Regions from separate parts of the Callithrix jacchus genome. Here region 1 is linked to region 2. A link is a contact called in public Hi-C data. All regions are on one chromosome and are shown on one strand. The core of a region is the stretch at or near the end of the contact, and the rest is flanking DNA. Distances in the headings are between cores, read along the strand shown.

Region 1 (6,583 bases), core at 2,708-5,207, 37 kb before region 2:
TATTCTCCCAAGGAGGCTCCGGATAACGTGAAACAGACTTGGGCTGTGACACTGGGGAGTGGGCTGCCCGGCAGCCACAGCTGTGCCCAGACAGGTGCTTGAGAAGGGGACCTGTGGGGGTATTTTTTAAATGAATTACACAACAGCTGGATTCAGAGAGTGAGGTTGCAATCATTTTTCCATTCTGGTTTTCAAACTTTGCCTATAGCTGCTAAGTTGCTTACATAAGAATAACAATAATAATAAAACCAGCTCCCTCCTGGGAGATCACTCTCCTGTTAGAACCCATGGAGAGGCCTTGCCTTCTGCACCCCTCACAGACACTGGGACCCATGTTTAGAGTCACACTCCACCTCCCTGTGAGGAGCTGCAGTGAGTGCGTGGGTGACTCCCAGGTGCTCAGGCCCCTGCCCCTTCCTGGGGATAGAGACAATGTCTTGCCTGTCTTCTGACTCATGGCCACTTGCACACACATCGTCCCTCCCCACTCATACATACACGGTCACACACCCTGTTTCTCCCCATTTACACGCATTTCCCCCCAGGACTCTGTAACCGGTACAGTGCGAGGCCCACAATATAGGCCCCAGAGTGGACCCTTCCCAACATTGGCTGACTTGCTGGGGACAGCGCTGGATTTGGGATGAACACTAAGTCCCTAGATTTATACTCTCATGCTGGCAAAACTACCTGGGCTCTCATCTGGCTAAGATCTAGGGTGAGGTTTAAGGGGCTTAACATATTTTCTGGTAATGGCTGGGCACAGTGGCTCGCGTCTGTAATCCTAGAATTTTGGGAGTCCGAGGTTGGCTGATCGCTTGAGCCCAGGAGTTTGGAGACCAGCCTGGGCAATATGGTGAAACCCCACTTCTATAAAAAATACAAAAATTAGCTGGGTGTGGTGGTGCATGCCTATGGTTCCAGCTATTCTGGAGGTTGAGGTGGGAGGATTACTGGAGCCCAGGGAGGTTGAGGCTTCAGTGAGCTGAGATCACACCACTGCACTCCAACCTGGGTGACAGAGTGAGACCCTATCCCAAAAAAAAGAAAAAAAAAAAGATATTTTCTGGTAAAAGCAAACAAAACAAAGCCTTATATCAGAGTGCCCAGGTTTGAATTCTGACTTCACTATTCACTGGCTCTGTGACCCTGAACCAGTTACTTAGCCTCTCTGTGTCTCAGGAATAATTCCTACTTTCTAGGGCTGTTAGGAGGACTCAATGACTTAATATTTGCAAAGCAGGTAGAATAATGCCCAGTGAATTGTACATGCTACATAAGTAAAAGAAAAAAGCAACTATTTAATAGAAACCAGCTTTGAAACCAGCATTCGCTGGCCATTCCCTGGCTCAGCCTCATTCATTTGGTATTTACTGAGTGCTGACTGAGTTTATTAGGCCAGTCATAAAGAGCACACACCCCACTATCTGGTAGGAATAACAGAAATAAAAAGACTCCCCTTTTTTTTTTTTTAAAGAAAAACATGATCATTCTAAACAGAGATTTGCACACAACTCTAAAGAAGGCCAGAAAAAGAACATTGATCTATTTCAGTGTAAACTGGAAAAAAAAAAAAAACAAAAACACCCACATTTCAATCCTTTGAATCCGTTCAAAAGACTGAATTTGGTCTAACTGGTTTGTGCATTTAGACCAGGCTTCGATACACACAAGACTTTTGGAAAATATTCCCATTCAGTGCCACCTATTCGACCTCTCTGGATGTTTTTCTTCACCTTCCTCATCCGTCTGTCTCCTTGAACGCCCAGAAAATAATCTCTGAGTTCATCTCTAGCCCTCAGGTAACAGACAGGGGAGGGGATGTGGGTTCAATGAGACCAACCCTCAGTCATTTCAAGAATCAACTTATAAATATCTGGGGAGGGGCAGGATTAGAGAAAAATCTCAGTAACTTGTAACGTCTCATTAAAAAATCTTGGTGCTTTAACTCAAACCACTTGGTAAGCCGCTATACGTACAGTTGGTTTAATAACTGATGGAAAAATGAAATTCCGCCAATCCGCACCCCTCCCCCAAATCCACCAAAGTCTCTTTAATGTAATCGCTTTGAATGCCCCGAACCGGGTCAGGCTGGCGTCTACGTCTGTGGCTGAAGCGGACCCTGAGGGATCCCGAGCCCCGGGCGAGGCCGTGCCCAGGCGGGTGCGGCACGGGGTTTCCCGGCAGCCGCGCAGAGGCCCACCCGCCCCTCCGGCCGGCTGCAGCGGGCGCGCCTACACCTTGCAAGACCAGAACGCTGTGGAAAGCGCTCGGGGCTGCAAGTGACGCCTGGCACTAGGGGCGGGCCGGACTGCCGGCCTCCCGGCCCTTCCCGGGCGCACACGGCCCTTGGGCCGCCCCCGCCGCCCACGAAGTTCAGCGGGCAGACGCTGGACGTAAGGTCTGGCGACTTTCCTAAACTCCAGCGACCGATCCGCGTCGCAGGGTAGGCTGCGCAGCGCGGGGATCTCGGTGCCCAGGCTCGGAGAGCGAGTGTTGCGCTCCCGGGCCGCGGCGAGGGAATGGTAACCGCCGCCGGAGGCACGGTCCCCTCCCCCGAGACTGCGATATTGATCAAGGGTTCGCAGGCGCGGGCCGCATTAATCTCCCTGGACTCGCAGCTTGCAGCCGAGGAGAAGGAGCAGGATGCGCTCCCGGGACTGGGGCGGGGGCGGGCGGAGTCGGGGAGCTATGAGAAGGTGCTGGGGCGAGGCGGGGAACCCCGCTTCAGAGCCTCCCGTCCTGGGGCCGGGGTCTGCAGGGAGGGCGTGGGAGGCGGAACCCAGCGTCTGCCCCAAAGCCTAGAGCGATTCTTGGCGCGGAAACGGCTACCCGAGTGGGCAGACCCCTCCTCCGCCAACATCCCGGCGGCTCAGCCACGATTTCTTTTCTCACCTGAGTCTCCCCCTGCCCACCAAACCCTGGCTCCAAAGGTCCAGAGAGTTAGGCTGCCCCAGAGCCCAGCCTTCCCCGACCTGACTGCCGCTCTCCTGGCGCCCCCTCCTCCATCGCACCCACAGCCCGGCCTGTCCCGCGTCTGCCCGGGGCTGGGGGCGCTCGCGCTGGAGGGCGGGCCGGCGGGCTCTTACCTTGACAAGCCGGAGCTGCGGGTGCCGTCCCATCCTCCGGCTCGCTCGGTTACTGTCCTGAACGCCCGGGTCCCCCAGGCATCCCAGAGGGGCCGGCGGGCTGCTGCGGGCTCGGGCAGCACGCGGTGGGCGGCCGGACTCCTCGGTGGCTGCCCCGTGAGGAGGCGCCCGGTTCCGCGCTCCCCGTCCCCGCAGCCCGGCCCGGCCGGCTCTCGCTCGCCCCTTCCCGGGGAAGTCTGGCCGCCGTTTCCCGACTCAGCCCGGCGGGAGGCCGCTTCTTGCCAGCCTAGCCCCTGCCGCCTCCCGCAAGGTCCGCGCGGCTCCTCGCCTTGGCTCCCCGCCCCCTCGCCCAGCTTGTCCCCTCCCTCCCCTTTCCCCTCCCCCTCCCCCCCGCCTCTCCCTCTCCCTCTCCCTCTCCCTCTCCCTCTCCCTCTCCCTCTCCCTCTCCCTCTCCCTCTCCCCTCCCCTCCTCTCTCCTCCCCTTCGGTCCCTCCTCCGCGCCTCGCCCCTCGGCTCCCTCCCTGCCCCTCGCCCCTCGGCTCCTTCCCCGCTCCCTCCTCTTCCCCTGGCCCGCCGCCTGCGCCCCGCCGCCAGGATCCCCTTTCCCTACGCCCGGGTTTGCGGCAGTCCTCCGGGCGTGCTTGCGGCGGTGGCGGCCGCCGCAGCCCGGGGAGAAGCCCGGGATGGGCGAGGGGGTGGCAGGAGAGGATGCAGCCTCCTACCTCCCGCCGGGCAGAGGTCCGGGCCTGGGAAGTCCAGGGGAGCCGGGGGCACTTGGGCGGGGGTGCTCAGGTGAATTTATGAGGGCGAGGCTATTGGTGGCGGTGGAACAGGGCGGTCCCCACTGAGCGAAGCCGCCGCAGAACCCGGGGAAGCTGCGACCTGCGTTTGGGCAGTTCCCGCCCTGCAGCTGGCTAGCGGGAGCTCCTCGCCGCCCCCACTCCAGCCGCGCCGGGCTCCGAGCCCGACTCCCAGCACCTTTGGCATTGACGTGCCTAGTGCGCGCTGAGACGCGAACGTTCTGCAGGATGAGCCCTTATTCATTAGTTCGTTCCTTCGTTCATTCGTTCATCTTACAATCTGAGTGCCTGCCCACTTTGGTTCAGGCAAGGGGCTGGATCTGGGAACCTTTTGGACCCGGGAGCCCCAAGATGAAAGGGAGACGGCGGTGCCCTGCAGGACAAGTGGGCACTGAACGCAGCCCTGGGTAAAGCCAGGTGCGGATTGCGTTGCAGCGCGGCGAACCCGGCTAGGAGCCTGCGGGCTGGGGGTGGGGAGGCCACAGCGCCCCCTCCCGGCCGAGTCTTCAGGGCAGCGTTGGGGCTCCCGCCAGACCCCGTGGTCGTCTTCTGGATTGGCTCACGAGCTCCCCATCCCAGGAAGTAACTCCCAGCCCTTCCGGATGAACAGAACTTTTGACGTCCTCTTCCCTCTTCCTCTCTCCTATCAGAGCTGATAAGGGAGAAGAGGAGTCACTGGGAGGTAGAGAAATCTTCACCCGCAGAGCCTAGGCTGCCTGGCCTATGCAATCCTTATAGGGTACACCAAAGCACCTGAGGCGCGGGCAATCGGCTTTGAAATCAAACTGAACCCACCTGCCCTGCATCCTGTGCACTGCTATGCCCACCCTACTACTCCCTCCCACCCACTTCTCAGCACAGTGGGCAAGAGCCAGCATGTTCATGGGTCCACTGGCCTTCATTTGGGGCTGGAGTCATTTTAGGAGGTCATATGATCCAACATAGAATTTACTGGTGAGAAAATGGAGGCACACAGAGGGTGGTGACCTGTCCAAAGTCCTACAGCTGGTAAGCCTAGTGCTCCCTCTCCTGATTGCCAGCTCACAGCACCTGGAGGGCTGGGCCCTAAAGGGGCCTGGGGCTCTGAAGTGGGGAGGGTCATTGCCCAGGAAGCCAGCTGCTCACATGGCTTAGCCACACACCTGGCACTTTCTAGGTGAAGCACACAGTCCCAAGTCTTGCAAAACCCGCATGGTTGTGCCGAGCTGGGCACTGACTCACCCCAGCCAACCCCAGATGGGATGGACGTGCTAAGCAGGTGGCCAACTAACTGGCCTCAACAACAGTTAAGTGCAGGGCAGTCTGATGTCATGCAGGTTCTGGAGTCAGGCGGCCTGACTTTGAATCTTGGCTTTTCCACTAACAAGCTGTATAAAGTAAGAGAATTATTTAACAATGCCTCAATTTTCTCATCTATATAATCGGGATAGAAACGCTACTTCTGAGAATGGTTGGGGAGTTAGAAGGAGCTGATATTTGTAAAGAGCTTGGAACGGAGCCTGGCACACATTGCAAGAACTTGATGAGGGTTAGCTGTAGTCACCAATACGATCATCATCATCAACATCAACATAATCATCACGATGGAGTGGACTGGATGCTCAAGTGTGAGGGGCAGCTTGGTCCCTCCCTCTAGGCGATTCTTTGTGGGGAGCAGAAATCTTGATAAGAAAGTCACCAGCAGCAGTAGATTTGGGAATCAGAGGAGAAGAAGCCGGTTGGTCCTCTAGGAGCTTTGGCCAGGCCCAGTCAAGGCCCCGCTCCCTCCCTGGCCCCACCTTGGAGCACACTCTCTAGGGACTAGACAGTTCCAGCTTCTGTGTTTCTCTCTGCTTAATAAACACCATCAAATTTTGCCTCTCTGAGCCCCATTATCATCTCCTTGACATGATCTTTAAATATGCTAATGCCATCGATTGGACTGCAATCAAGCCTGGCTCTTCCTGACTTTTTTGCCCAGGAGTCAGACCTTCTCGCTTTTTGAAGTGGCGTCTACAGATAGCACATTTCATCCTGTTCGTGTTGATTTCACTGATTTACCTTCCACCCCACCACACCCCACCTCAGCGGCAGACTAGCAGGTAGGAGGAGGGAGGCATCTGCCTAATTCCTCGACCTACTTATTAATAGTTTTGGCCTTGGCAGCCTCAGGGGGGTTATAAAGTTTGGCACTTAACATTCCCTCTTTAAAAAGGTTCAATATCCCCTTTCATTTGTCCTGAAGCTACTTTCTTTCACCTTCAAGGGCCTGGCTCTCATCTCCTAGGCCTGGTGAAGTTGCTAGTGTCTGCCCTGTCCCTCCCTCCCATACCCTGCCTCCCCTCTCAGCCCTAGCCAGAGCAGCCCCATGGCTTGGGGTGGTCTTAGCAGCCTCTGCACACCCTCCTCAGGACAGGCTTCTACTCCATTCCAGCATTCTTTTCCCAGCCTGATCTTCCCCAAACTCTCTTCTCATCCCATCCCTCCCTTGACCTCTCCCCTTCCTGTCCAGGCCTGCAGCAGAATCGGCTTTCATTCATTTAATCTGCCAGATTTGTAAGAAAGGAGAAATGTGAGGATTCCAAACAGGAATAAAAGATAATTGCTTGTCCTTCCAAACAATAGGAGAGACAGATTTGATGTAATGATGGTTAAGACCCGGGTGGGGAGGGCTGAATAGATACCTCCTACCTGTGAGGTTCCGCTGGCTTAACC
Region 2 (5,902 bases), core at 1,761-4,260:
ATCTGAGGGGCCGAGCTCTGTGCCTGGCTGGCAGGAGTAACCTGTGTGGGTCTCTAAATGCGGGAGAAGTGGAGATTTCTGGGGAGGGCAGTGGGTGAAGGCCAGTGCAAGGGAATATTAAAGGGACCGAGGTTGTTCCATCTGGAGAGCAGATGGTTCCCAATGTGCCTCAGTTTCTGAATCTATAAAATGGGTCACCGACCTGTTTTAACACAAAGGGCAGAAAAAGAAGTGGACTTTAATGAGAAAGATTTGCAGTCAGATAAGAGGAGGAATTTCTTAAACCTCAGAGAAAATAGATGCCAGGTGATATGGTTTGGCTGTGTCCTCACCCAAATCTCATGTTGAATTGTAACTACCACAATTCCCACCTGTCATGGGAGGAACCCAGCAGGATTACGGGGGCGGGTCTTTCCTGTGCTGTTCTCATGATAGTGAATGAGTCTCACAAAATCTGATGGTTTTAAAAAAACAGGAGTTTGCCTGAACTAGCTCTCTCTGTTTGCCTGCCACTGTCCACGTAAGATGTGACTTGCTCCTCCTTGCCTTCCACCATGATTGTGAGGCTTACCCAGACACGTGGAACTCTAAGTCCAATTAAACCTGTTTCTTTTGTAAATTGCCCAATCTCGGGTATGTCTTTATCAGCAACATGAAAACAGACTAATACACTGGGATAAGCCAATGAGAGGAACAGGTGGAATTCCTTGGAAACAGAATTATAAAGCTGGAAGGAAAGTCATACTTCACCCTACCTTCCTTAAATGTTAGAAGTGAGATTGAGTGGGAGAGTGACTTGGCTTGGTAAGCAGGTGGTTAGTAGTGGAGAAACCGGGACTCCTGACTCTAGATCCATCTTTGCCCTCTACCTTTCCCCATTATGTTCTCCTAGGAAAGAAACCAAAGCTCAAAGAAAAGATGCTTAACATCAGCCAAGACTATCCAAAATTATGTGCCAGGAAATGTCCTTGGCCTCTCCATAGTTTTAGGGTTAATCCTCCAAGCAATCCTGTGAAGTAGGCACCTTATCTCAATGACACTGAGGCACAGAGAAGCTATTCAACAAACTCAAATCCTCCCTCTGTCCCTGATGAGCTGAGGTCATTCAGCTCATCAGAGACAGAGGGAGGATTTGCACCCTGGCCTTCTGAGTTACCTGCTGGCTCTGCAGCCCCTCAAGTCCTTAGTTCCTACTCTAGAGGGGATAAATCAGAGCTTCTCAACCTGTCAGGAACTGTGATGACCTCCATGGTTCAGCTTGACTTCACTAAAAGATCCTGATGGCTTCCAAAATGACAGCTATTTCCCTTGCAGAGTTTTGCACACTGTCTTCTACATCTTAACAGGACTCCCCTGGAGGACAGTTTCAGGCAGGATCAGCTTCATGGGAACGCCACCTGTGCAGTCAGGCAGAGCACATGCTTAGCAGTCTGCCTATGCCTTAATTCATTCTTAATATTTCTTGAACAAGTGCCCTGCATTTTTATTTGCACCGGGCTCTGCAAATTATGTAGCCCATCCTGATTTCAGAGAAAGTTCATGACCTTCAACTGGAGGCAGGTGGTGGCGGTGCTACTCCACTGGAAGGACAGACATCCAAGGTCTTGGCAGAAGGGCACCCTGGGATGATGGAGATTCCATCCAGTTCTTTGCATTCCACTTTCCCAAGACAGAGCTGCGAGGTTAGCATGCAGCAGGGTAGAGTTCTCATATTCACATTTTCTCTCTCTCCTTCCTGCAGGCTGTAGATGAACCAGACAAGGCCAGGTGGAGGTTATGCTCCCTCTGGGCCCAGCATTGAAGACTCACCCTTAGGCTTCCTTGACAGCCTCAGATTTCTTTCTGACTCTGCTGGGCTTTCAGCCAAAGGCAGCCCAGCTGGCTGTGCCTGGGGTAAGAAAAGGCATGATTTAGCTCCATAACAACTTTAACATCAGGCAAAACAGACATGTGAGAGAGACTCCAGGTAGAGCACTACATGGCAGATAAAAGAAATGACCTAATTAGATCTCAAACATACAACCCTGACTTTAAAAAAAGCGTTTTGCCATGTGATATATAACTGCGCCACCCTTTATGTAAAACAAGCCACACACACACATACACACATGCTCACACAAAATATATTTTCCATGAGCCCACGCATGTATGCAAAAAAGAATTTTAAGTGTGAAAGGATCACACCAAATTCATATAATACCTGTTGCCTCTGAAACTAAGAGGGAAGATTATCTGTGACTGTCTAACAATTTATAAAAGATAATCACTTGTGTGGTTTTCTTTTAAGCACAGATCCTCCAACTGTGGGACTAGGGAGGGTCACCCATGCATCTCTTCCTTCCTGGGGTTCCGGTAGTGCCTAGTCCCAGTGGACGGCACAGCATGCCACAAGTGATGCAGCACCATCGCCTCTCTTGTCTTCGGTGATGCCCAGAGCAATGCCTTGCAGGGGTAGAGCAGGCGTAATTATGATTCCCATCTTACAGAGGTAGGGCAACAGAGTCAGAAAGGTTGAGTGCCTCGCCCACACACGCAAAACAGCGAGCAGCAGACGGGGACTCTTGTGCTCCAAGCTGAGTCAGACACAGAGGGTGGCGTGGCCGGGGCCCAAGTGCTATTTATTCCCCATGGCTATTTAGGGTTTGCAGGATATGTTTTCCCTCTAGGCAGTCATAGTTTCTCCTAGACCCACTTTGAGCCTCCAAACAGACAAGGGATGTGCTAACCCTTCTCCTGAACCGCAAAGGTGATGCCCTCTCTACCTGCCTTATGGTGCTGGGAGACACACTCAAACAGCAGCAGCCAAAGTAGGCTTCTTTTCCTCTGATACCAGTCCAGCTTGCTGCCTGCCCAGATCAAGGCTTCGGTTTCCCTTGCAAGAAGAATCCCAACCTGCTGTATCCCCTTTTCCTAATTGGCTCTCCGTCTCTGGCTTCTCTTCCTCCTTTCAGGCCACTGAGTGGCTCCTCCTCCCACCTTCCTGGCCACTGATTGGCTCCCTTTTTCTGGTTCTTCCCCCCACCTTTCTGGCCTCTGATTGGCTCCCCTTCTCTGGTTCCTCCCACCTTCTTGGACCTACCTTTCTGTCTTCAGCCAGAGGTTGCCCAAGGCTGCTGGACTGAATGAACTTTTAGGTAAGTGGGTCTGGAGATGTCAGTGACATGCTGGCTATACAAAAACCAGCTGGAGTCCATTACACAGCCAGATGCCAGGACCCCAGGCCCACAGATGCTGATTCAATAGGTTTGTGGTGGTGCCGAGGGATCTGTAGTTTACAAAAACAAATCCCAGGTAATGCTGACATTCAATGCAACTGAGAAATTATCCATCTAGTCCAAACCTTTAGGTCAAAAACAGGCAAACCCAGGCCTAAACAGACCCTTTAGGCCACAGACCCTTTAGGCCTTGTCTTTTTAGGCCTGGGTTTGCCTGTTTTTGGCCTAAAGGTTTGGACTAGATGGGCGATTTGTTCCACAGCTACTCTCCCCTGTGACTTGTCCAAGATCACACAGCTAATCAGCTAATCAACTGAAACTGAATATTGGGCAGCTCCTAGTTCCCACGTGACACCTCTCCCCACCCTGCAGATGCACACGCATACCTAACGCACCTGCTCCCAATCTGACTGTTTGGCTTCTGTCCTGAAGCCTGACTAAAATCTGGTCCTTTTACTTCTAGGCCACAGGACCCAAAGTCCAGGCCAGAGCAATCCATGTAGAACAGAAGCAGGACAGCAATTTCTTAGTAAAAGGTATTACGCCACAAGGGCTAAGGCCTGGCATTATTCTGCTGCCTGGAGCCCAGGTCACACACCAAGCAGTAATGAAACCTGAGCCACCTCTCCCTGTCCACAGCTGTCCCAGGAGGCCTCAGGGGCCTGGTCCCACAGTCACTCTCCCCAAGATTCAGGTGTCACACAACTGGGCCCCAAGCCACGCCTCCAGTTCTCAGGCCACTTTCCCCCTCCCTGGGGCCTGCAGGAATCTCAAGAGATTACATTTTGCTCTGTTAGAAATGGCTGGAAACCTTAGGAGGGAAGAGTGAGGGTGCTGAGGCATCAGGGCCTCTTCCTGGGCCCCAAGTGATCCTTTCCCACTACCAATAAGCCCTGAGCAGGTGAAGTCTTCCAGGTCCTGCCACTCTGAACTGCGGCCATCTGGACCCTTCACTGCCAACCCTATGCCCCACTACTCCTTCTGCCTTGGCCCTTGTCTTGATTCAGCTCAACACATTTGTCACACCTTCCTAAAAATTGCAGTCCTGAAGTTTGTAGTGTGCAGGGGAATTCTGGGAGCCAGCCCTTCTGCTTCTGAAAAATGGCTATTGTGACTATACCTACTCTTCTCTGGCACCCAGGGAGGGGGTACTGCAGAGATAGAAAGAAGGGCTCTGAAAGTCTGAGGCTTACACCAAATAGAACAGCTAAAATAACAAGAAAAACCTGACAACATCAAATGCTGGCTGAGCAAAGCAGCTGGAACTCTCACACATTGCTTAGAAATACAAAATGACACACAGTTTTGAAAACAATTTGGCAGTTTCTTATGAAGTTAAACATGCATTCACCATACAACCTAGCAATGCTACTCATAGGTATTTGAAATGAAAACCATGTACATACAAAGACCTGTTAGTGAATGTTTATACAGACTTTATTCATAATCACCAAAAACTGGGAACTCCTCAAATGTCCTTCAGCTTGTAAATGGATAAACAAATGTTCATCCATGCAATGTATAAATGGCTGTTCAGTTTGTTTATCCATTTACCAGTTGTTCACCACATTAACATGATTATATCAATTGATGCTGAAAAGTCAACACCCATTAAACAACAATTCAACACTCATCCATTATAAAATTAAGAGAAAAATAGGAATAGAACTTTCTCAACTTGATAAAAAGCATCAACAAGAACCCTACAGCTAACATTCTACTTAATGGTGAAAGGCTGAATGCTTTCCCCTTAGATGAAAGCAAGGCAAGAATGTGTGCTGCTACCACTTTTATACAACATAGTGCTGCGAAAGTTTTAGCCAGTGCAGTAAGGCAAGAGAAGAAATTAAAAGGCATACAGATTAGAAAGGAATAAAAACTGTTTCTATTTGAAAATCACATGATCATTTATGTAGAAGTTCCCAAGGGATATATAAAATATTAATGCTAATAAGTAAATTCAGCAAGGTCACAGAATATGAGATAGACATACAAAAATCTATTGTATTCCTATGTGCTAGAAATGAACACCTGGATACCAAATTTAAAAATACGATACCATGTGCAACTGCAAAAGGTAAAAGAAGAGATACTTAGATGTCAGCTACAGGATTATATGTTGAAAACTACAAAAAGAGGAGGAAAAAAGTCAAAGAAGAGCTAAATAAATGGAGAGATGTACTATGTTCATGGATTGGAAAATTCAACATAGTCAAGATGTCAATTCTCCCCAAAAGGATATACGAGTTTAATGCAATTCCTTTTAAACTCTTGGAAAAATTTTTGTAGGTACTGTATATATTATTCTAAAATTTATATGGAAAGGCAAAGGAACTAGAATAGCTATCTTAGTCTGTGTTGTGTTGCTATAAATACTAGAAGCTGATTAATTTATAAAGAAAAATGGTTTATTTGGCTTGTGATTCTCATGGCTAGAAGGTCAAAATTGGGCATCTGAATCTGAAGAGGGCCTCAGCCTTCTGCTCATAGCAGAAGGTAAAAGGGAGCCAGAGTATGCAGAGACAGCATTGTGAGAGAGAGGAGGAAAAGGATGGTGTGCTAAGCTCTTTTAACAACTAGCTCTCACAGGAATTAATCAATAGAGTGAGAACTCACTCACTCCAGAGAAGGCCATTAATCTATTCGTGAGAGATCCACACTTATGAACCAAACACCCTTTAGGCGCC

The links. Hi-C and Micro-C count contacts between places; a contact is called where the count stands out from the background.
Region 1: a contact with region 2 is called in a Hi-C map of skeletal muscle, with 4 times the contacts expected there. The contact joins the promoter of CRHR1 here to the enhancer-like site in region 2. A contact is called at or near these places in 2 of 3 Hi-C or Micro-C datasets (both in skeletal muscle).

What each region holds. Positions count from the first base shown.
Region 1 is chr5:86,533,087-86,539,669 of calJac240_pri, reverse strand. It overlaps CRHR1 (corticotropin releasing hormone receptor 1), which reads right to left and starts at 3,957. Exons shown (of 13, transcript XM_078373397.1): 1 at 3,812-3,957.
Region 2 is chr5:86,496,034-86,501,935 of calJac240_pri, reverse strand. LOC118153741 (a long non-coding RNA gene) reads right to left here. Exons shown (of 4, transcript XR_013535637.1): 3 at 3,080-3,265; 4 at 1-1,888. Among named protein-coding and RNA genes, the nearest start is that of CRHR1, 37 kb to the left of the region's middle. Within about 2 kb of position 3,010, at least 4 of the 16 cell types and tissues checked have an H3K27ac peak or open chromatin away from gene starts, as enhancers often do. A contact at or near this core is called in skeletal muscle, where this site is marked.